7 separate regions of the Mus musculus genome follow, and all the other regions are linked to region 3. A link is a contact called in public promoter capture Hi-C data. All regions are on one chromosome and are shown on one strand. Each heading gives the region's core, a stretch centred on a gene start, on an enhancer-like site or on the middle of the called end of the contact. The rest is flanking DNA. Distances are from core to core; before and after follow the strand shown.

Evidence for each region. Promoter capture Hi-C pulls out the DNA fragments that hold promoters and counts their contacts. Capture Hi-C pulls out chosen DNA fragments and counts their contacts.
Region 1: a contact with region 3 is called in a promoter capture Hi-C map of liver, with 2.2 times the contacts expected there. The contact joins the promoter of Ndufb6 here to the promoter of Dctn3 in region 3. A contact is called at or near these places in 2 of 39 promoter capture datasets (liver and pre-B cells), 1 of 484 Hi-C or Micro-C datasets (CD4 T cells) and 1 of 9 other capture datasets (adipose tissue).
Region 2: a contact with region 3 is called in a promoter capture Hi-C map of pre-B cells, with 3 times the contacts expected there. The contact joins the promoter of 4930509K18Rik here to the promoter of Dctn3 in region 3. A contact is called at or near these places in 2 of 39 promoter capture datasets (neutrophils and pre-B cells).
Region 4: a promoter capture Hi-C map of liver shows a contact between it and region 3, with 2.2 times the contacts expected there. The contact joins the promoter of Fancg here to the promoter of Dctn3 in region 3. A contact is called at or near these places in 12 of 39 promoter capture datasets (the C10 cell line, the HPC-7 cell line, cranial neural crest and 6 more), 1 of 15 datasets of contacts at CTCF or cohesin (large pre-B cells), 1 of 484 Hi-C or Micro-C datasets (B cells), 2 of 115 datasets of contacts at active chromatin or transcription factors (astrocytes and extraembryonic endoderm stem cells) and 2 of 9 other capture datasets (liver and macrophages).
Region 5: a contact with region 3 is called in a promoter capture Hi-C map of pre-B cells. The contact joins the promoter of Aco1 here to the promoter of Dctn3 in region 3. A contact is called at or near these places in 2 of 39 promoter capture datasets (neutrophils and pre-B cells), 1 of 484 Hi-C or Micro-C datasets (double positive thymocytes), 2 of 115 datasets of contacts at active chromatin or transcription factors (bone marrow-derived dendritic cells and thymic regulatory T cells) and 1 of 9 other capture datasets (adipose tissue).
Region 6: a contact with region 3 is called in a promoter capture Hi-C map of liver, with 2.6 times the contacts expected there. The contact joins the enhancer-like site here to the promoter of Dctn3 in region 3. A contact is called at or near these places in 5 of 39 promoter capture datasets (the HPC-7 cell line, hematopoietic stem and progenitor cells, liver and 1 more).
Region 7: a promoter capture Hi-C map of liver shows a contact between it and region 3, with 5 times the contacts expected there. The contact joins the promoter of Arhgef39 here to the promoter of Dctn3 in region 3. A contact is called at or near these places in 3 of 39 promoter capture datasets (liver, pre-B cells and stem cell-derived epiblast-like cells).

Annotation. Positions count from the first base shown.
Region 1 is chr4:40,277,923-40,280,744 of GRCm38.p6, forward strand. It overlaps Ndufb6 (NADH:ubiquinone oxidoreductase subunit B6), which reads right to left and starts at 1,499. Exons shown (of 4, transcript NM_001033305.3): 1 at 1,236-1,499. The coding sequence starts at 1,415.
Region 2 is chr4:40,311,785-40,314,484 of GRCm38.p6, forward strand. It overlaps 4930509K18Rik (RIKEN cDNA 4930509K18 gene), which reads left to right and starts at 1,448. Exons shown (of 3, transcript NR_040663.1): 1 at 1,448-2,123.
Region 3 is chr4:41,721,742-41,724,441 of GRCm38.p6, forward strand. Dctn3 (dynactin 3) reads right to left here and starts at 1,422. Exons shown (of 7, transcript NM_016890.4): 1 at 1,294-1,422. The coding sequence starts at 1,389. Arid3c (AT rich interactive domain 3C (BRIGHT-like)) reads right to left here. Exons shown (of 8, transcript NM_001017362.2): 8 at 2,095-2,592. The coding sequence ends at 2,492.
Region 4 is chr4:43,008,907-43,011,606 of GRCm38.p6, forward strand. Fancg (Fanconi anemia, complementation group G) reads right to left here and starts at 1,395. Exons shown (of 14, transcript NM_053081.2): 1 at 1,096-1,395; 2 at 801-894; 3 at 242-373; 4 at 1-7. The coding sequence starts at 1,191.
Region 5 is chr4:40,141,921-40,144,719 of GRCm38.p6, forward strand. Aco1 (aconitase 1) reads left to right here and starts at 1,345. Exons shown (of 21, transcript NM_007386.2): 1 at 1,345-1,621.
Region 6 is chr4:43,477,077-43,479,930 of GRCm38.p6, forward strand. No RefSeq gene overlaps it. Among named protein-coding and RNA genes, the nearest start is that of Sit1, 5.2 kb to the right of the region's middle. Within about 2 kb of position 1,260, at least 219 of the 459 cell types and tissues checked have an H3K27ac peak or open chromatin away from gene starts, as enhancers often do. A contact at or near this core is called in the HPC-7 cell line, hematopoietic stem and progenitor cells and liver, where this site is marked.
Region 7 is chr4:43,507,350-43,510,049 of GRCm38.p6, forward strand. Arhgef39 (Rho guanine nucleotide exchange factor (GEF) 39) reads right to left here and starts at 1,398. Exons shown (of 12, transcript NM_001013377.3): 1 at 1,236-1,398; 2 at 428-614. It overlaps Car9 (carbonic anhydrase 9), which reads left to right. Exons shown (of 11, transcript NM_139305.2): 1 at 1-46; 2 at 965-994; 3 at 1,254-1,424; 4 at 1,544-1,686; 5 at 1,769-1,861.

The DNA of each region.
Region 1 (2,822 bases), core at 249-2,748, 1.4 Mb before region 3:
TTACAGACAGTTTTGAGCCACCATGTGCATGCTGGGAACCAAAACTGGGTCCTCTGAAAGAGCCAAGTGGTCTGAAGCAGTCACCTCTCCAGCCTCACCCCACCCCTCACTTGAGACAGGGTCCCAAGCGTTAGCCAAGGCTGGCCCGCCTCCCTCTGCAGAGATCCTCGGCTATCCTCCTGCCTCAGCCTCTGGAGCTGCTGTGATTACCAACATGCGCTGCTTACTCTCCCTAGCATGAGCTACCTTATTTTTCAATGTGTGTGGAACAAAAACCAAACCAACTAACCAAACAAAAACATTCCACCACTACCAACTATGTGTGATAATTATTTTACAAATTTCTAAATGGAACATATTTCCTGACAGATTGGGGCTGACCTACCAATTTCAGTATTTTCACTAACTCTGAGGCTTCCTATAGAATATCCATAGATTCTAAGACAGAATAAGCACCATTCTGCAAGACATAAGGCATTGTTGTTCAAGAAACCAACCAACCAACCAAGACTTTGTACAACTACTACTTCTACTTCTACCACAATTACTGGAAGGAGCTGAAAGCAATTCCCACACAATGTTCGCTACTCATCATTGATGTGATTTAATAGCAGTCTCCAAGAAAATATCTGGAATCCTTACAATAAAAAGCAGTCCTTGAGTGAACGGTTTTTCTGCCTGGAGGTCATGGAATGCAATTTAAAAGTAACTAAAAGTGTGTTAAACGTACACAGTGATGCGTAGAAAGGGAGCTTTAGAGTCTGACAAAGCATACCAAATAGAACCCTGTCTTCTGTTGCGACCCCATGGGGCTGTACTATACCAGCTGGCCAGTCTCTGGCACCTCAACCCTACCCACCGCGTAAGTGTTCTCAAATACTGAAATCACAGCCTGTGATCTCAGTTAATTCTGACCAGTTTAACCCGAGAAAAGGTATCTACACTCGAAAGAACTGCATGTGCGGCGAGCGTCTTGTAAAACCTAAGACCCGACTTCTCAGTACACCTGACAGCCACCTGCTCCTGGACTCCAGACCCCAGCCCTGAACAATAGCGACCTGACAGCGTCTCCGCTAAACCTGAGCCCCTGGACTGATTGTCCCTTGGGGCCCTCCCGGGTATGCGGGCTCTGGACAGGGTTGGGCCTTGATGGAACTGAGAGGAGTGGGCTGGGAGGCTTGGCCAGGCTGCGACCCGGGGTGGGAACCCGGACACCCGTGTGGCTCATCACTCACCATGTTCTTCCACACGGCCCCGTCCCGCAAAAAGTTATCCCAGAATCGCTCCAGGGGCCACATCCTGCGCGGGGGCAACACGGGCTCCCGGGGACTCAGCTCCTGGTCCTTCAGCCATCGTCTCCTTAGCTCCCGCAGCTGCTGCAGCCGCAGCTTCTCATCCGGCGTGTACCCTGACATGTTGCCGACGAGCCTACACAGGACCGGTCACTGACCTGCCCCTCCCGCTCCGCAAAGCGACCTTGAGGCGCCTGGAAGCGGCGCGGAGTGATGACGCCACACCAGCCCCGCCTCTGGGGGCGGGCCGACTCCTTCGCGGAAAGCAGGCTCTGCTCATGCGCAAAGCCCTCTCTTGGACCCTGGGTTTTAACAACCTGGGTTAAGTATGAGCTCAGGAAGGTCCCTGAGTTAAGAACTAAGTGGGCGGTGTTGGAAAGTGTGAGAAGTCCTGGGGCTAGGGTTCAGAGAAAGAACTTGTAGGGGAGGGGACCGGAAGAACAAGGACGATGGTTTAGCGAACCTCTGCCTCGCCCCCTTGAATTCTCTTCTTGACCGAGAGACACTTGCGTCCGAATTTGGCTCCCACCTCTTTCGTAACCCGCTAAGTAATCTTGAGCGCCTATCTCGGTTTTCTTCCCTCTCTGTACTGCAGAAATAAAGAGCACCTTATTTGGGAGGCTTCCATAGGCTCGCTCACTCTTTGATTCTGCCGGCCCACTTTGTAAGACATCCCAAAGGTATGGCAGTAAAAATTTGTAGGGGTGTGCACGAATATTCGTCACAACACGATATGTAATAGCAAAACATTGAAAAATCACCTCCCAGATTTCAGAATAGAGGATTAGTGGGAAAGCTTATAGTACTGTAAAGCATTGGTATGCTACTGCCATAAATGAGCCTTCTATTCATAACTGGAGTAACTTCTACAATCTATTGATAAGTTAAAAAAATAAATAAGTAAATAAAACCAACTACACCAAGTATGCTACCTTTTATCCAAAAGCAGGGAGAGTAGTAGTGATACTAAATATATATACATGCTCTGAAAATTTTAGAGTAATAAATGAAAATAATTTTGTTATTTGTATTTGGTTTTGGAGACAAGATCTCATGTTGGCTTTGAAATTGCTATTTAGGGAGACTGGACTTAAACTCCGAATTCCCCTGCCTCCACTACTCATGAGCTAGATGAAGTACACCAGTATGCCCAACCTAACTACTGCTTCAAACACCACCACCAATATTATATAGGGAAGATAGGATAGACACAAAAGTAGGAACTAGGGAGTTTGGAGGTGGCTTAGCGGTTAAGAACACTTACTGCTCCGTCAGAAGACTGAATTAGGAGAATCTAGCTACATGGTGGGGCTTCTGGAACCTGAGTGTTCTCCAGCAGAGAAGAATATGATTTATAAGGCTCTCTCTAGCGAACCAGAACTGGGGAAGTTTCTAAGACCAGTAAGCAACTTGATTAGCAGGTTTCTCTGGTCAAAGATGAAAACATTTCAGCATCAGTAAGTATGAATTGAATGATTTTTAAAATATAAAACACGTCACACATAACCAAGTCAAAATACTTTATTAAAA
Region 2 (2,700 bases), core at 198-2,697, 1.4 Mb before region 3:
GTCTCATATAACTCAGGCTAGCCTAGAACTCACCACGTAATTGTGGAATTGTATTTATCATTTAGAGACCCACATTTTATCCATTTTCTCACAGCACCAGCCTGTATGTTGATAATTTCACATTTTGGCTGTTAGCACAGACTAGCTCAACACAACTCTGTGTTAAACAAGATATTTATTTTTCATAGTAAAGTCTAAATATGCAATTGAGGGTTGATATGCAGGCCCTGAAATCAAAACAGAAACTCAGGTCCCCTGTTTCTCAGTCCCTTGCCCATCTCAGTGAATTTTATCTCTCTGGCTAGAGATGGCTAATATAGTTTTTACCAGCAGTTCCAGTTTTCTGTCAGTAACAATGTGAATTGAGGTTAAAACATACCTTCTCTTTAAAAGCACACATCCGACTTAAACACAGAACACACTGTTAAAATGGTGTGGGGCTTTTGCTTTCTTTTTGTTTGTTTGTTTGTTTTTGTTTTTGTCTTGTTTTGTTTTGTTTTTTAAAGTAGTAGAGTTCCAGAGTTTACTACATAGATGGAAGCTGTGTGTGGAGTCTTGGCTTCTTACAGACACTGAATCATCTAGTTCTTGAAATATGACTGGAGATATCAGCTTTGCACTTATGGGTATACAAAGGCAGTATGGGACCTGATAAGACCTTCCTTTATGATATTTACAAAACCGGTGCTTTAAAACAAACAGATAAAAAAAAAAGTATTGACTGTTAGCATTCCTTCTGGGCTGCACCCAACAGTTACCTGGCAACAGTCAGGTCTGCCTAACTAAAAAGGGGGCTGTGTGCCCCCTCTTCATTACTCTCTTACTCTCCTACTCTCTTACCCTCCTTGTCTCTTCTCTCCCCATTCCCCTCCCCCTCCTCTACTCTCTTTCTCTCCTCCATATTCATTCTCTCTCTCTCTCCCTTCCGTCCTCAATTTCCCTCCCCATGCTCTATACCACACTATATACACTGTGTCTGGTACCTCAGGTGAAGGGATGCTTTGCATGGGCCTGAAGAGGCATCTCCTTCCACCTCACCATACCATGCTGCTACTAAACATATCCTGGTTCTTCTCTTCTCTTCTGTTCTCTTCTGTTCTCTTCTCTTCTCTTCTGTTCTCTTCTCTTCTCTTTTCTTTCTTTCTTTCTTTCTTTCTTTCTTTCTTTCTTTCTTTCTTTCTTTTTTTCATATATATATATAACACAACATTGACCAGTGGAAGGTAAGTCTTACAGCTATACAACCCACCTGTTTTGTTGCTGGGACCAAACACCCAAGAAGCAACTTAAGGGAAGAAAGGTGTGCTTTGGGTTATGTTTAAGAAGAAGCAACCCATCATCCTAGGGAAGGCAGGGCAGGGTGGAGTCAGGTGACTAGTCACATTGTAGCACAAACAGGAAGTGGAATCAGGTGACTGGTCACACGCTAGTACAAACAGGAAGCAGAAGAAGAACCGGAAGTCGGGCTGGGCTGAGCCCCTCAAAGCCCATTAACAGGGAACTACTTCTCCACCGAGGCTCCATCCCCCTCAAGGCTTGCTTAGCTTTAGAGGGCTAGTCTTTGCTCATTATAGTAGGGAGCAGACAATCATGATGCTGGAGCCGTAGTTAAAAGCTTTACATCCTGATTCACAGGCGGCAGACAGAGAGACACTGGACCTGATGTGACTTTTGAAACCTTAGAGCCCACCCCCAGAGTCCCACCTTCTCCAACAAGACCACACTTCCTAATCTTTCCCAAACAGTTCTACTAACTGGGAGCTAAGCGTTTAAACATATGACCACCTGGGAGCCATTTTCATTCAAACCACCACCGTCCCCAGTTGAGAATCATGGGAGTTACACTGTGCTTGCTCTGAGTTTACCTCTAGGAAGACTGGCAGTTTTTCCATTAGGTTCTTGGAGCTCTAAGAGGCCTTAGAGAGAAGCTCTAGGACTCCACGGAGAGGTCCTGGGCCACCTGTCGTCATTCTTTCTTCTAGCCATCATGTCACCAAGCTGGTGTGAAGGCCCTGTGGATCCTCCAGGCCACCTCATGAACCTGTTCACCAGACATCACACCTAGAACAGCCATCCAGTTGAATCCTGCCCAAATGCTTTACCCATGAAATGGGTTTCACGAGGTCTATTAAAATAGTAATTTTATCTGTGATTGTTCTATAGCAATAGATAAATGAATCCCACAGCAAGAGAACTGTTAACTCACTTAAGAAAGCAAATGTCTTCAGGCCTGAATACTATTCCATTGTGTGTTTCAGTAGCTGCTCATCATTTGATGGGCATTTAGACTGAACAGCAGTGGACACTGTTAGCAGCACATCTCTCTGCAGTAGGACAGAGAGTGTGCTGGGTATATGCTTAAGAGCAATAGAGTTGGATCATGTGGTAGATGTATTTTTAGATTTTGTGAGAAACCTCCACATTAATTTCCATATGCACCCACTCCCACTAGCAGTAAATAATTCCCTGGCACCCACGCCGGCATTTATCATCATTTGTTTTTGTGATCTTAGCCATTCTGACTGGGGTAAAAAAAAAAAATCTAAAGTAGTTTTAATTTGCATTTTTCTGATAGCTAGAGATTTCAAAAAATTTAAAAATGTCTTTCAGCCATTTGTATTTCATCTTCTGAGAACTCTCTAGTTGCATGCTCCAGTTTTAAATCAGATTGTTTGTTTTCTTGATATTTATTTTTTCTTT
Region 3 (2,700 bases), core at 172-2,671:
TAATAAACTAATTTAGGCTTTAATGGGGCATCCTTACATACTATATATTTCCTGGTTCCTAACCCCTATATTTGGGCATGATATATGCAAATACCCTCACCCAGGTCTTTCTTAGCTCAAGGCTGGGGAACGAACTGGCTGGCCTAGCTCTAGCCTCATACCCTCCACATCAAGTCTAGTACAGGAGACGGAACACTCTGGGATCCCAAAGACAGTGCAATCCCCATCGTAGAGAATACAGAAGAGAATCAGTTTAGAGGCAGAATACAGTTAGTAGTTAAGGGTTTGAGCTTAAGATGTCTGCGGGATAGCCCAGTGGAGGAGACCAGTAGACAAAGATCAATCGGGTTCTCGGAAAGTCTGAAACAGAGCTACACACTGGAAACATAAAGACGTGAAATGAGTAACTGAAATCACGGCAGTGAACGAGCCTGCCTAGGACTTAGGATTCTAACAGTCAAGAGTCAGCTGGAGCCGGAGGCTGAGGAAATGAACGACTTCACTCAAGGCTTGTGTAAAAGGTGAATACTAATATTTAAGGGACTAACACACAAGGGAAGGCACACAAATAGATGCCAAAGGGGGAGAGTGTTTCGAAAAGTTGGTTCTCAAACTGGAACAGAATGTGCTGGTGACAATTTTACAAAAAAATACAGAGACACATCATTACCTTTGTTCCAGAACATTCTTAATTCTACCAGAAGCGCTCCAGTAAATGGTTTCAACATCGTAAAAAGGGATTTTAGGGCACCTCTAAATTTTTGTCAAAATTCAGACACGATGTTCGCCCACATCTGGACACTTAGGGCTCAATTACTAATCTTCCTTTTCTGGGCCTGCTCAGACCTCACCGCTCACCCTTTGGAGCCTGTAGCACCTGTGCTCTGCCTCCTCTAGGACTCCTGTCTACGCGTAATTCATTTAGCAATTAATTTTGCATGGCTCTAGGATGACACTCCACTGCGGGCTTCAGCTCTTACTGAAACTCCCATTAATCAATTTTTAAATGCGTCTGGTCTCCTTAGAACGCCTGTGAGCGCGCGGAGTTTTTGTGAAAGTTGTCACCGAACCCATCTTAAAAAGGCTTAAGCATCTCCCCCATCCCAATCCCCTCGGGAACGGACCTCAAGGGTCCGATTGGTACCAGGAGGTTCTAGATCTTTGTTATTTATTTCAGAGCCTGGGCTGAGGACGACCTGACAGAAGTGGTAGCATCCGACCCTAGGGCAGGGCCAGTGGACCGCTCCTGTCCCGCTCTGCCCCACAAACGGATCAATAGACCGGACCCCTCACCTTCCTGGAGCCTCGGGTCCCGCCCGGCCCGTACACCCAGCGCTCCAGCTCCTCCACTCGAGACTGTAGCCGCTGCACATCGGTCAGAGCCGCCATCGTTTCTGCAGCCTGGCCGCAGCAACCCGGAACAGCCTGAGGGTGGGACGTCCGCCTAAATAAGAAGACTGGCCAATCCGAGAGCACCGTCACGCCTTGTAGGAAGTGACGTCACTGTTTAGGCTTTGGATGTCGGAAATAACCGATGTCAAAGCAATCTGGTTACCTAGGTAACGTTCTGGGTCCTAGTTCTACCCTGGTTTCCAGGACTTGGTTGTCAAGACTTTTAGTGCTCTAAATCCAAGATTCGAAGAGATTTCCTCCCCTCCCCCATTCCCTGAGAGTTAGCGTATAAATATACCTATTATTCCAAGATAGGTTTATACCCATAGATCAGTAGGCAGCTTCTTGGGAGAGACACCATACATTTTTGGAATCTTTTAAAGATCAAGTGATTTGTACGTAAGCCTCTTGTTGTCAGGACGTACACCCAAACAGTCTGATTTGTGACCGCGCTCTGTGTGGTGGTGCTAGGAGAGAAAGGAGAGACAGAAGGATGACTGTAAGTTTGAGGCCAGCCTGCTCTACACAGTGAGTTCAAGACCAGTCAGGGAACAATGTAGAGAAAGCTTGCTTCCCTTCAAAAAAAAGTGCTCTTCTATTCTCTCAGAGCTTTGTTCTTCTGCTTCCACTTGGACAGCTCAATGTAGTCTGTGGATCCCCCACCTCCCAGACCCAAGCAAGAAGAGGAGGCACAGGAGACACGGGAAGTACAATTTTATTTTCCAGATGCAACCCAAGGGACATCTTCACATTCAAATCCAATCCTTCACCTGCTTCCTGAAAAGGAGCAGAATTGACTCAAAGAGGTGGGGTACCAAAGGTGACACTGACATAGGGGTTACATGACGGAGTGATAGGGGTTCTCGGGGGAAAGCTCTTTGGTAGATGCTGCTGAAATTAGCTAGGGAGACAGTGTCTGCCTTTTACGGTGAGGTAGATGGAACGTAATATAAATCCCTTTGGTGTGGAGGTGGCATGCTGACATCAACCAGGACTGGATCCCAGAGTGGGCGTCACATCCTGAAAGAATCAAGGTAGGAGGGTGCCTTCTCCCCCCCTAAGCAATGATATTGGGACTCTTGGTTCTCAGTAGCTGCTTTCAGGGCAAGGTACTGGAAGGGGGCCCTGTAGAGGGTAGAGGTGGAGGATTGGTTGGACCCAAGGAAGCTGGCACAGGTTGGCGTCGAGCAAAGAGGATACCTGATAAAGGGTATAAGAGATGTAAAATTAAAAAATAAACGAGAGAATGTGGGACTCCCACAAAGCACGGACAAGTCCCTCTGACCAGTGAGAAGCTCCTATGCCGTT
Region 4 (2,700 bases), core at 145-2,644, 1.3 Mb after region 3:
TCCAGCACTGTAAAGCACAAACACACACACATACACACACACACCCATCTCTCATCTCCCTATACTCTCTGGGTTTTCCTTTCTGAAAGAGCCCAAAGACTACAATAATACACCTGCCTAGTCTGAGGAACATACAGAGGATTAGAAAAGAACATCTGTCTCCGTGGACAGATGTTCCTCTCACCCCCCAGCCTCATCCCTAAATCCAAACTGAAACTACCAGGAGCAGAGGAGACCTTACCTCTTTCGAGGCCCCTTTGAAGATCCTGGGTAAGATCTTCAGTGAAAGCCTGGACTAGGCTAGCCCTCAGGATTATACAATTACAGAGGACAGTCAGCTCCAAGGGGAGAGCGGGGACAGCAGCAGGGAGTCCTGGAGCGACAGGATGCTGGTCTCACAGGCTGTCCCATGAAACACAGCCCAAATGGTTTCCAACCCAGAGACCAACCCCACTCCAACCAAGGCTTCAAGAAGGAATTCAGTTTTTGCTCAGACAACTTTGGAAAGAGCAGGAAGTTCTCTAAATCTCCTGAAAATCACCTCTTCAAATGTTCCTGTGTGTGTGTGTGTGTGTGTGTGTGTGTGTGTGTGTGTGTGTGTGTGTGTGTGAAAAGAAGAAGGAATTAAGCTACTGAAAGACAATCCCACCCAGTCTCTTCTGGGCTTTACGCAGGACTCCATAAGCCCTAGGAAAATCACCTCAATCCTAGAACCTCGTAAAAGAAGCTCATCTTTGAATGCTGGTGATTTGCGGGGTGGTCTGAGGGGGGAACTGAACCTTCTGGAAGGTCGTTCTTACCTTGTAGAGTGAGGAGGAGTTCCCTAAGCCCTTCCAGTGTGTCTTGGGCCGATTGCTGTCGCCTCAGAGAGGGACGAGAATCCCTGGTGAGTTGCTGAAATTATGTAGGGAGGCATTAAGGATCAGTCTTTCTCCCTTGTAACAGAGACAGGGAGGGACACATATTCCTGTCACTTCTGTTTCTAAGGACGGAGGTCAAGCTCTGTTCCTTCCCCCTAGACTAGGGTGAGATCATTACAAAGCCGCTTTCTGACATCTTGAGGGTACAAGGTGAGAGTCCCAGCAACCACATTACCTTAGCCTGTCTAACAAGCTGGTCGTTCTTTTCCCTCCACAGGTCCAGGCTACTGGAAAATGTTTTGGGGAGGGCTGGAATGACCTGGCTGGACATTGTCGCCGAGGTAGATCACTGTTACCCGAAGGGGTCTTTTCATGGGTGGAGGCTGGTCCCACCGGTGTCTTCACCCTAACCGCAAGAAGCCACTTCTGCACCCCACCGGACTCCCCCCGGGTCGCAGCCGGGCTTGCTCTCCCTGACCAGAAACCCACCTCTCAGTCCCCGCCACCACCCACCGCGCCTGTGGTTGGCCAAGCTGCAACACTCTCGGCCGCGGTTGGTTGTCTTCAAGAGACGGTTCCGCGGGAAACTGAAAAGAAACCCGGAACAAGGAGGCGGGGAGACAGGAGGCCAGCCACATGCCAAGGACGAACTGCTGGGTCTGCAGGGCCTCCGCGGGGGTCAGAGTGTTGAGGCTAGTTTAGGAGGAGTGGGTCTTGGCACCAGTCTCTGGCGGCGCTCTGCCTTAGAACCAACGGCAGTCCAGGTTTCCCCGCTCCGTGGCTGGAAGACGGACCGCGCGGTGTTTGCTGGGAGTTGTAGTACTGTGGAGAACGCCCAAGAAAAGATTCCTCATCACCCATCCCTACCCCCACCCAACCCCCCAACCCCGGAAGAAAATGTCTCCCGAAAACTAAGGACAGGAGACTGAAGCCCTTGGTAATCTCATCCTTTCTCTTTGAGAAAAACAAAAAAACAAAAAACGCGGAGAATCGGACATTCCTACGCAGAAAGGAAGGAGAAAAAAAGTACTTGACACTATGTATATGGTAGCAGCAACTCAAAACACTTCACAAAAGACATACAAGAGCCCCAAATAAAGCTGGGCGTGGTGGCACACGCCTTTAATCCCAGCACTGGGGAGACAAAGGCAGGCAGATTTCTGAGCCTGGTCTACAAAGTGAGTTCTTGGACAGTCAGGGCTATACAGAGAAACCCTGTCTAGAAAAAGAAAAAAAAAAGAGCCCCAAATAAAAAGCTTAGAAAACAAGAAATCACTTTCACAGGTTTAACAAGATTTGCTTTTGCCTTGTTGTTATCATTTTTGAAGGCTTGTTTTTATTTTGTGTTTTTTAAAATTACGTTTATGCGTCTGTTTATGGGTAGGTACATGTGAGTGCATGCAGGACTGATGGGCAGAGATGCCCAATGCCCTGGATTTGAATTTTAGTCCTTAGCCACCTGACATGGGCACTGGGAACCAACCTTGAACACAGGCCTGAGGGCCTGCACGAGCACTAAGTACTCTTAAGACGAGCCGTCTGTACAGCCCGATGATATTTTTGAGAGTTTCACTGTGTAATCCTGGCTGGCCTGGTACTGGCTTTGCAACCTCCACCTGATGGTGATCCTCCTGCCTGAGCCTCTCAAGTGCTAGAATTACAGGTGTGCACCATCTTATCCAGCAGGCAATGAGAGTTTTGTTGTTGTTGTTGTTGTTGTTGTTGTTTCTTTTTTGGGTGGAGGTGCGGGGGGGGGGGGGTGCAGTGGTGGTGGTTGTTGTGTTCTTTTTCTTTTCCAGAGAGGCTTTCTCTGTGTAGCCCTGATGCCCTGGAACACCCT
Region 5 (2,799 bases), core at 95-2,594, 1.6 Mb before region 3:
TCAGTCTCACAGCTCAGACTTTAGATCGGTGGACAGCATGTGCTGTAATTAATGGGTTGCTGTAGGCTAAAACCAAGTTTTATATATAGAAAGTTTGCATTCTGTGTAAGCTACAGACATGTTGAAGTGTGCTCCTGATGTATACTTCCTGTGCTTTGAGCTAGTAATAACGGAGAAACTGCCTTTTATAAGAGCTGGGTGTGGTGGGACAGAACCTGCAGTCCCGGCACTTTAAAGGTAGATGTAGGGAGTCCAAGGTCTGGGGAGTTCCACCAAACAATGAGCTCTAAGCCTGCCTGGGGCCCATGAGTATCTGACTCAAAAATCAAACCAAAAACCCCAAACAACTAAACCCTCGGGAAGAAATCTAAAACAAAACAGTAGTTGGGGTAGGAATAGGAAGTGAAGGGCAAGGTGGAGGAGGTGGGGGACACTGGAAGAGGCACTCAGAAAACGTACTTACCACCCAGCATTTAAAAGAAAGGTGGCGTTTTGTGTGCCAACTTGACACAAATTAGTCATCAGAGAGGAAGGAGTCTCAGTTGAGAAAATGCCTCCATGAGATCCAGCTGTAAGGCATTTTCTCACCATTTTCTCAATGGGAGAGGGCCCAGCCCATGGTGAGTGGTCTCACCTAGGCTGGTAGTCCTGAGTTCTATGATAAAGCAGGCTGAGCAAGGCATGGAAGCAAGGCATTAAGCATCACCCCCACGGCCTCTGCATCAGTGCTTGCTTCCAGGTTCTAGCCCTGCTTGTGTTCCTGTCCTGACTTCCTCCAGTGAATTGGAAGTGTAAGCCAAATAAACCCCTTTCTCCTCAGCTTGCTTTTTGGTCATGGCGTTTCATCGCAGCAACAGAAATCCTAAGGCTCCCTACGTTAGTCAGGCAGTTACATGTCACACTCTGCCCCTCGTGAGGGACAGTCAGCCTTCTCCACGCTCCAAAAGAGGAAAAGCCTAGAAATCGGCTCTACACTTCCTGGGACTGAGCCACTAGCAAAGCTAGATGCAGCCTCGGGGCCCAGTTTCTCCCGCCTATGGGGAGGAGCCACGAAGATCAATAGCCTTCAGCTTCGGGCCTTCGGGCCTAGGAGGTACAGAGGGGTGGAGCAGGTCCTAGGCTCCGCCCCCGTCCGTGGCCACGAGTCTCTTGTTCTAGGGGTGGGACGGTGCCCAGCCCCTAAACCTGGCCATGTAGGGGCCTGGGACTCGTCCCTCGGTATGGTCTGCCTTCAGGCTCTGGAAAGAAGAGGTGTTCCCAAGCTCTGCCCCTTGGCCGCAACCTCAAGTCAGATCTGGGCCTTGGGGCGGAATAGGCCCTAGACTCCGCCCATCTGCCAAGATCGGAAGGTTCCGAAGGGAGGGCGCACCCGGACTAGACTGCAAGCTTCAGCCATCGCTTGCAGCTTCTAGAGGGAGGAGGTGCCCAGGCTCCGCCCCTCGGGGGGCGGAGTGAGGCCCGGGCCCCGCCCCTCTCCCGCAGCAGCTGGTTCCGGCCCGCTCTCCACCGGTCCCGCCTCGCTGCCGGAGCGTCCGGAGGACCGCTCAGTGGGAGGAGCGCGGAGTCGGCCTGGGACATTGCTAGCACCCGCCTGTGTGCTCCGGGAACTGCACTGTGAGCGGTGAGTACCACGCGGCCCCGGGGCGTCCGTGCAGGCCTTTCCCACGGGTGCAGACCCGAGGACACGGGGAGAGCTGCGGGGAGGCGGTGGAGCTGGCTCCTGGGGTGACCTCTCTACTCGCTCCCCAGCCTGCGTCGCTCTGGACTGGGAGTGGCTCTACTCGGCGCCCCGGGAGTTCTCGCCTTGGTGTGAGGGCCGCACCGCCGGGGTGTCATTGTGCCAGGCCCAGCCCACGGGATAGAAAGGAACGATTGTGCCCGGCAGATTGGAGTCCCCAGCACGGGGCGAAGGCAGGCGGGGTGAGGGTAAGAGCCCCCTCAGTGGAAGGGCATAGAGTCCAAGGTGATTGATTGAGAAACCCAAGGAGAACGGGACTGTACCACTCTGGCCAGCCCAGTGCACTAGAACCGCAGATCTCCCTGCAGCACGCATGACAGCCTCCCAGCAGAAGTTGCCGAACTTTTGCATTTAGGACCGGCAGCGCGCCTAAAGAACCTTTGTTATATAGATTGTACCTATTGATTTTTGCAGTGTATAAATACAGCGTATAGACACTTAATATACTTAATTCAGATAGACCGATTCTGTAGTTTCCAAAACACTGTTATTAAGAATGGCATTCTTTAACCTTCCTGCAAATCTCTGCTTAGAAGACACTCAGCCTGTTGCAGTATGACAGGTCATGTAGCTTCTGAAGACTTTTAAGTATATTGGTGAAAATGTAACATTGTATTGCTTAAAGAGTGGTTTTGACCGTCCAAACACCTGCGCCTGTGTTTCTCTGCAGCATACTTTAGAACCACCGAAGTAGCCAGTGCTTAGGAGGCATAGTTCACTGGGTTTGCCACTTTATTTATGGTTCTTCCATTCCGCACCGTGGAGGAGTTAACCTCTGATACCCAGGAGCACTCTGGACCTCACTTTCCAACGGAATACGAGATCCCCACAGTTGGTGGTGGCTTTGGGTGATGTTCATGTGTGCCTTGGTTGTTTCTGTGCCTGCTGAGTTGATGTGTGTAAACCTGATGTAGCACACCAGACCTGTGAGTTCAGGGAGGTGGGTGTGACTAGACCATGCCAAATGTGTAGGGGTTGCTGTAAGATTACCAAGCAGTTGAGAGGTCATGTCTAAAACACCAGGTGGCATGTTTTTGCCTCCTTATCCCTGTGTTCAGTTC
Region 6 (2,854 bases), core at 10-2,509, 1.8 Mb after region 3:
GGCTGACATGATACACCGTGTGTGTGTGTGTGTGTGTGTGTGTGTGTGTGTGTGTGTGTGTGTGCCACACATGCCAAAGAATCCACAAAGAAAGGAACTTGGAACTGTCGGCTTGTACTGGGTCAGGTGAGGTGACTAACCGGAGAGGTGTGGTTATGTTCTTTGGTTTAGGAACTAGAAAGGGAGTTGTCTTAGTTTGCTTGTTAAGTGCTTAGAATTTGTGCCAGAGCGTAAGCCTTAATGATAGAGATGAGAGAAGACAAATAAAAAAAGAGGGAAAAAGCCACACATAGTGGCACACGCCTTTAATCCCAGCACTTGAGAGAAAGAAGCAGGCGGATCTTTTAGTTTTTCTTTTTTTTTTTCGTTTTTTTTTTTTTCGTTTTTGGTTTTTCGAGACAGGGTTTCTCTGTGTAGCTCTGGCTGTCCTGGAACTCACTTTGTAGACCAGGCTGGCCTCGAACTCAGAAATCCGCCTGCCTCTGCCTCCCAAGAGCTGGGATTAAAGGCGTGCGCCACCACGCCCGGCTATGGATCTTTTAGTTTAAGGCCTGACTGGTCTACAAAGCAAGTTCCAGAACAGCCAGAACTATGCAGAGAAACATTGTGTTGAAAAACAATAACAAAATAAAAAAGGAAGAAAAGAAAGAAAGAAAGGAAGAAGAAGAAGGAAAAAGGAAGGAATGAAGGGAGGAAAGAGAGAAAGAAAGGAAAGGGAGGAAGGAAGAGAGAAAGGAAGGAAGGAAAGAGAAAGAAAGAAAGAAAGAAAGAAAGAAAGAAAGAAAGAAAGAAAGAAAGAAAGAGAGAGAGAGAGAGAGAGAGGGAGAGGGAGGGAGAAGGAGGGAGAAGGAGGGAGAAGGAGGGAGAAGGAGAGAGAGGAGAGAGAGAGAGAGGAGAGAGAGAGAGAGAGAGAGAGAGAGGCAGGCAATGAGCGTGGTTCAGTGGTATATCACTGATCAATTGCTTAGCATGAATGAGGTCCCTGGGTTTGGTTAGCACTGAGAGGATAGGGAGGGATAAAGAGAACACATAGAACACAGGCTTCAGAGATTGAAAGAAAAATAAAATTCAGAACACACGCCATTGGGGCTACACATAAAACAACAACAACCAACCAACCAACCAACCAACCAAACAAACAAACAGGAACTCAGTTATAAGCGATGTTTGCCCAACTCCAATAAGGCCCTGGGCTGGAGTCATGGGCAACGCCAAACCAGGGGACTACAATTCCCAGGATGCTATGGGCCAGGCCTCATCACGCCTGCGCAGAGGTGATGGCGCTGCCTCTTTACGTCTGGAGGGGGCACTGGAGCTTACTTAGTTCTGAAGGCTTTGAGTTCGTGCTGAGACCAGTCTGGGGTTCTAAATCAGCTTCCTGAGCCTTAGAGCATTCAGCCCTGGTTCCTGCTAGTGCCAGTGTGCTATTCCGATCAGCTCCTCTTCGAAGCCTAAACTCTCTCACGTCCTTCGGGTGCGGACTCTGAACCAGTTTCAGAAGCACAGCCCCACTCAAAAGCCCACATCCCGATGCTGTGGTTCCCTCCTTCCGGTGTCTGCCCCCAAACCATCCTTCCTCCCTCCCACACAATTGCCTGACCTTGATTGCGACCTAGGTGTCCCTTAGAGAGATCCAAGTTGGCATCCTCAACGGTACAGAGACCAGAAGCACCCCAGTACCATCCTTCTCACGGAAGGTTCCCTACTCTCTGGATGTCTTTGGGACTTTGCAAATGGAAAGGAGAAAAGTGTAGAAATGAAAACCTCTGCTTCCTCTTTCTTTTTCTGTTTGTTTTTGTTTTTTTGAGACATGGTTTCTCTGTATAGCCCTGGCTGTCCTGGAACTCACTTTGTAGACCAGGCAGGCCTAGAACTCAGAAATCCACCTGCCTCTGCCTTCCGAGTGCTGGGATTGCTGGGATTAAAGGCGTGCGCCACCATGCCCGGCTTGCTTTCTCTTTCTTATGTCCTTCAAACACCAAAAAGGTTGGTGGCGCTGGAGCTCAGGCTGAAGGCGATTTCTTCCCCCCTCCCCCCTCCGTTCTGCTATGGGATGCTGGAGCTAAGAAGGAGTTGGACTTTTTTCCAGAGTGGGGTGGATCACAGATGGGCTACAGAAAAGTTGGAGGATTGGTGCAAGGATTGGTTAAACAGAGCAGTGTGTTGCCACCGGGAGAGTTGGCGAAAGCTTGAACAGTATAGAACTGGGCTATATTCTGTGATGGGACCACAAAGATGGGTGTATAGTGGATGCCACTTTGTTTTAAAACCGAAATATTTCTAATCCATCACCTTGTCCCCATGCCTACTGAGACATTGTTCGATGTTTCTGACATCTTTGTAAGGGCCCTTCCGAGCTCCATCCTACAGGCCTCCAGCCCACACGGCGACCACTGGAGCTTATTCCTTGCTTCACTCCGTTTTTCACTCTTTTCCACCTCGCCAGAAGCAGGAAATCCAAGCTCCTTGGCACGACTGGCTTCTGTCAGGCCACCGGACTCATCTTGCTCCTTTCCTTTCTATCGCCTTTATCGCGGGGGTGGGGGGTAGGGGGGCAGCAACTCTATAGAAGCCTCCTCTCCTTTGCCTTGTGGTGCCCCCTGCTGGACTGTTTTCTACTCGGTACCTGTTGAGTCATTTTTATCTCTGAATTCCTCCACAGGACTCCATGTTTTCCTCATTTTAATAATCCCTAGCGTTATTGAACACTCTGTCTTAGTGATTTACATATGGTAATTAACTTAAACCACAAAACGAGATTTCTTTTTCTTTCTTCTTCTTCTTCTTCTTCTTCTTCTTCTTCTTTTTTTTTTTCTCGAGACAGGGTTTCTCTGTGTAGCCCTGGCTGTCCTGG
Region 7 (2,700 bases), core at 148-2,647, 1.8 Mb after region 3:
CCCGAGGCTCCTGAGCACAGTCAAGGTTCCCACGGGGATGAAAAAGGTAAGTGGTCATTAACTTCCAAATCTAGGCTCAGGTAAGTTTATGCCTTGTCCTCCCCCACTCCCCTCTCTTCCCCGAAATGCTAGCTGAGAGCATTCGGCAATTATACTCTAATAGGTAGTCTTTCCCCCCTAAAAGGAGAGAAGAAAAAAAAAGCCGAGAATAGGGGGAAATTAAAGAGGAAATAGAACTGGGAATGGACAGAGGGGGAAAATAAGTGTGTGTGTGTGTGTGTGTGTGTGTGTGTGTGAAGAGAGGGAGGTAGAGAGAATGAGAGACAGACAGACAGAGACAGACACAGAGAGACAGAGACAGAGAGATGAAAAGGGAAGAGAAGGGGGCTCCTGGAAGACACACAAGGAGCTCACAGCCGTTACTCACCTATGATTTGCGGTGTGGGAAAAGACAGGTGGAGGAACTTTGGTTTGCTCTGGGGGCGGAGGATGAGATAAGGTCTTATTGTGTAGATCGGATTGGCCTTGAACTAGTTCTGCCCTTTACCTTCTTCTTCCTCCGAGTTCTGGGATTTCAGGTGTGTGCGCCACCGTGCTTGGCTCTAAGCCAGGAACTTTAGACAGGAAAGAGAGATGAGTGGGAAGGTGGGTGAGTAAGGGAAAAAGAACGATGATTTGGATCTCAAACTGAAGCCGTGCCTACAGACCCTAGTTTGCAAACTATCGGTAGGGCTACTGATGGCTCCTGCAGTGATGGTGGCGGTGGCGGAGTCCCAGCTGGTGGTAGTCCACTGTGCTTCACACCAGCCTTGCTACATTCCTTTCTATTACGTGCAACACTCTTGTAAGACATCCGGGGCTGTGAGGCCCCCTGCCAGAGCGGGAGGGAATATTTTTTTATTCTGGGCACTGGGAAGGGACTGGGCTGTAAGAGTGGGCTTATTAATTCTTCTCATTTATGCAGGGGGTGGCCACAGTCATTGGAGCTATGGAGGTAAGACACGGCCGGCTACACAGACCCAATCTGGGAGCCCAGCCCTGGTGATCTGCCGCACCAACATTCCCAGTAGTAGCCCTAGACTGGACCCAGGTCCTACTCTATGGCCCCCCTCCCGCGCCCCGCACTCCCCCACGCCAGTCCCTGGAGCGCCCCCCCTTCCTCCCACCCCAAGCGTCCTGACTCCACCCCTCACTTATCCTAACGGTTCTTGTCCAAATCGCTAGACTTCTTGCACCTTTTCCTCTCATCCCAGGCACCCTACTCTGGCCCCAGGTGTCCCCAGCCTGTGCTGGCCGCTTTCAGTCCCCGGTAGACATCCGCCTGGAGCGCACCGCATTCTGCCGCACTCTGCAACCCCTGGAACTTCTGGGTTATGAGCTCCAGCCTCTCCCGGAACTGAGCCTATCCAACAATGGCCACACGGGTGAGGTGTCTGGGGCGGGACCTATGGAGGGGAGTGGCAATCAAGCTGTGCACTTAGGAGTTCTGCTGGTGCTCACGCTCACGTGTGGGTAGACTTCTCACTTGCCACTCCCCACGCAGTACAGCTGACTCTGCCGCCGGGGCTGAAGATGGCTCTGGGACCTGGGCAGGAATACCGGGCCTTGCAGTTGCATCTACACTGGGGAACTTCAGATCACCCAGGCTCAGAACACACAGTCAATGGTCACCGTTTCCCTGCTGAGGTGGGGACTGGGCTGTCCCAAGAAGAAGCAAGAGGGTATGATCAGAGGTCTGGCCACTATCTGATCCTTCCATCCTCTCTAGATCCACGTGGTGCACCTCAGTACTGCTTTCTCCGAACTTCATGAAGCCTTGGGCCGCCCAGGAGGCCTGGCAGTTTTGGCTGCCTTTCTGCAGGTACCCTATTTGACATTCACGTCCTGTGGGTTCATGCATCTGGCTAGCAGAGACACCATTCCAAGCACAAGCGCAAGCTGGTCAATTAGCTCTCAGCCCCATTCACTCCTTTGTTCATTCACTCAGCACCAGCAGGGAACCAGGAAGCAGACTAACACAAGGCTTCCTTTAGGAGGAAGGCTGTCTTGACAGTCATAAGTGACGAACACGGAAAAAATAATGGCCACAGAGGAGGCGAAACTTAAATCTTTCACTGATGGGAAACAAGGAGGAATACTGCACAGAGAGAGGTCAGCGTGAGCAAGGCTGGAGTATGGACCAGTTAGGGAGTGCCACAGCAACAAGCTATGCCCTGGGAAGAGCCATTTCTCTGCTGCTTCTGTGGCCCCTCACTTCCCCTTCATGAAGTGCAGTATTCAGTGACCTCTTTGTACCTGTAATAATCAAGAACGTACACTCCAAGGTGGGAGGAAGCCAGGAAGTGAGGACGCCTATGAGACTTACCAGTGTGACATTCACAGCACAAAGTTCAGGGAAGTTCCTCAGGAGCAGGCGGGCAGGCGTGAGTTATTAAAGTGAACGCAAAGGCAGTACAAGTATAACATACATGATGGTCTTCTTCAGGAAACCACGGCGTGTGTGTGTGTGTGTGTGTGTGTGTGTGTGCGAGAGAGAGAGAGAGAGAGAGAGAGAGAGAGAGAGAGAGAGAGAGAGAGAGAGTGTAAATAGTGATGAGTGAAACGATGGACCTAGATCTTGAGGGCCAGGCAGCCTGGGAAACTTTCTCCCCTTCAGTTTGCCATTGCTAATTCATTTGCAAAGCAAGAGTAATAGAACTT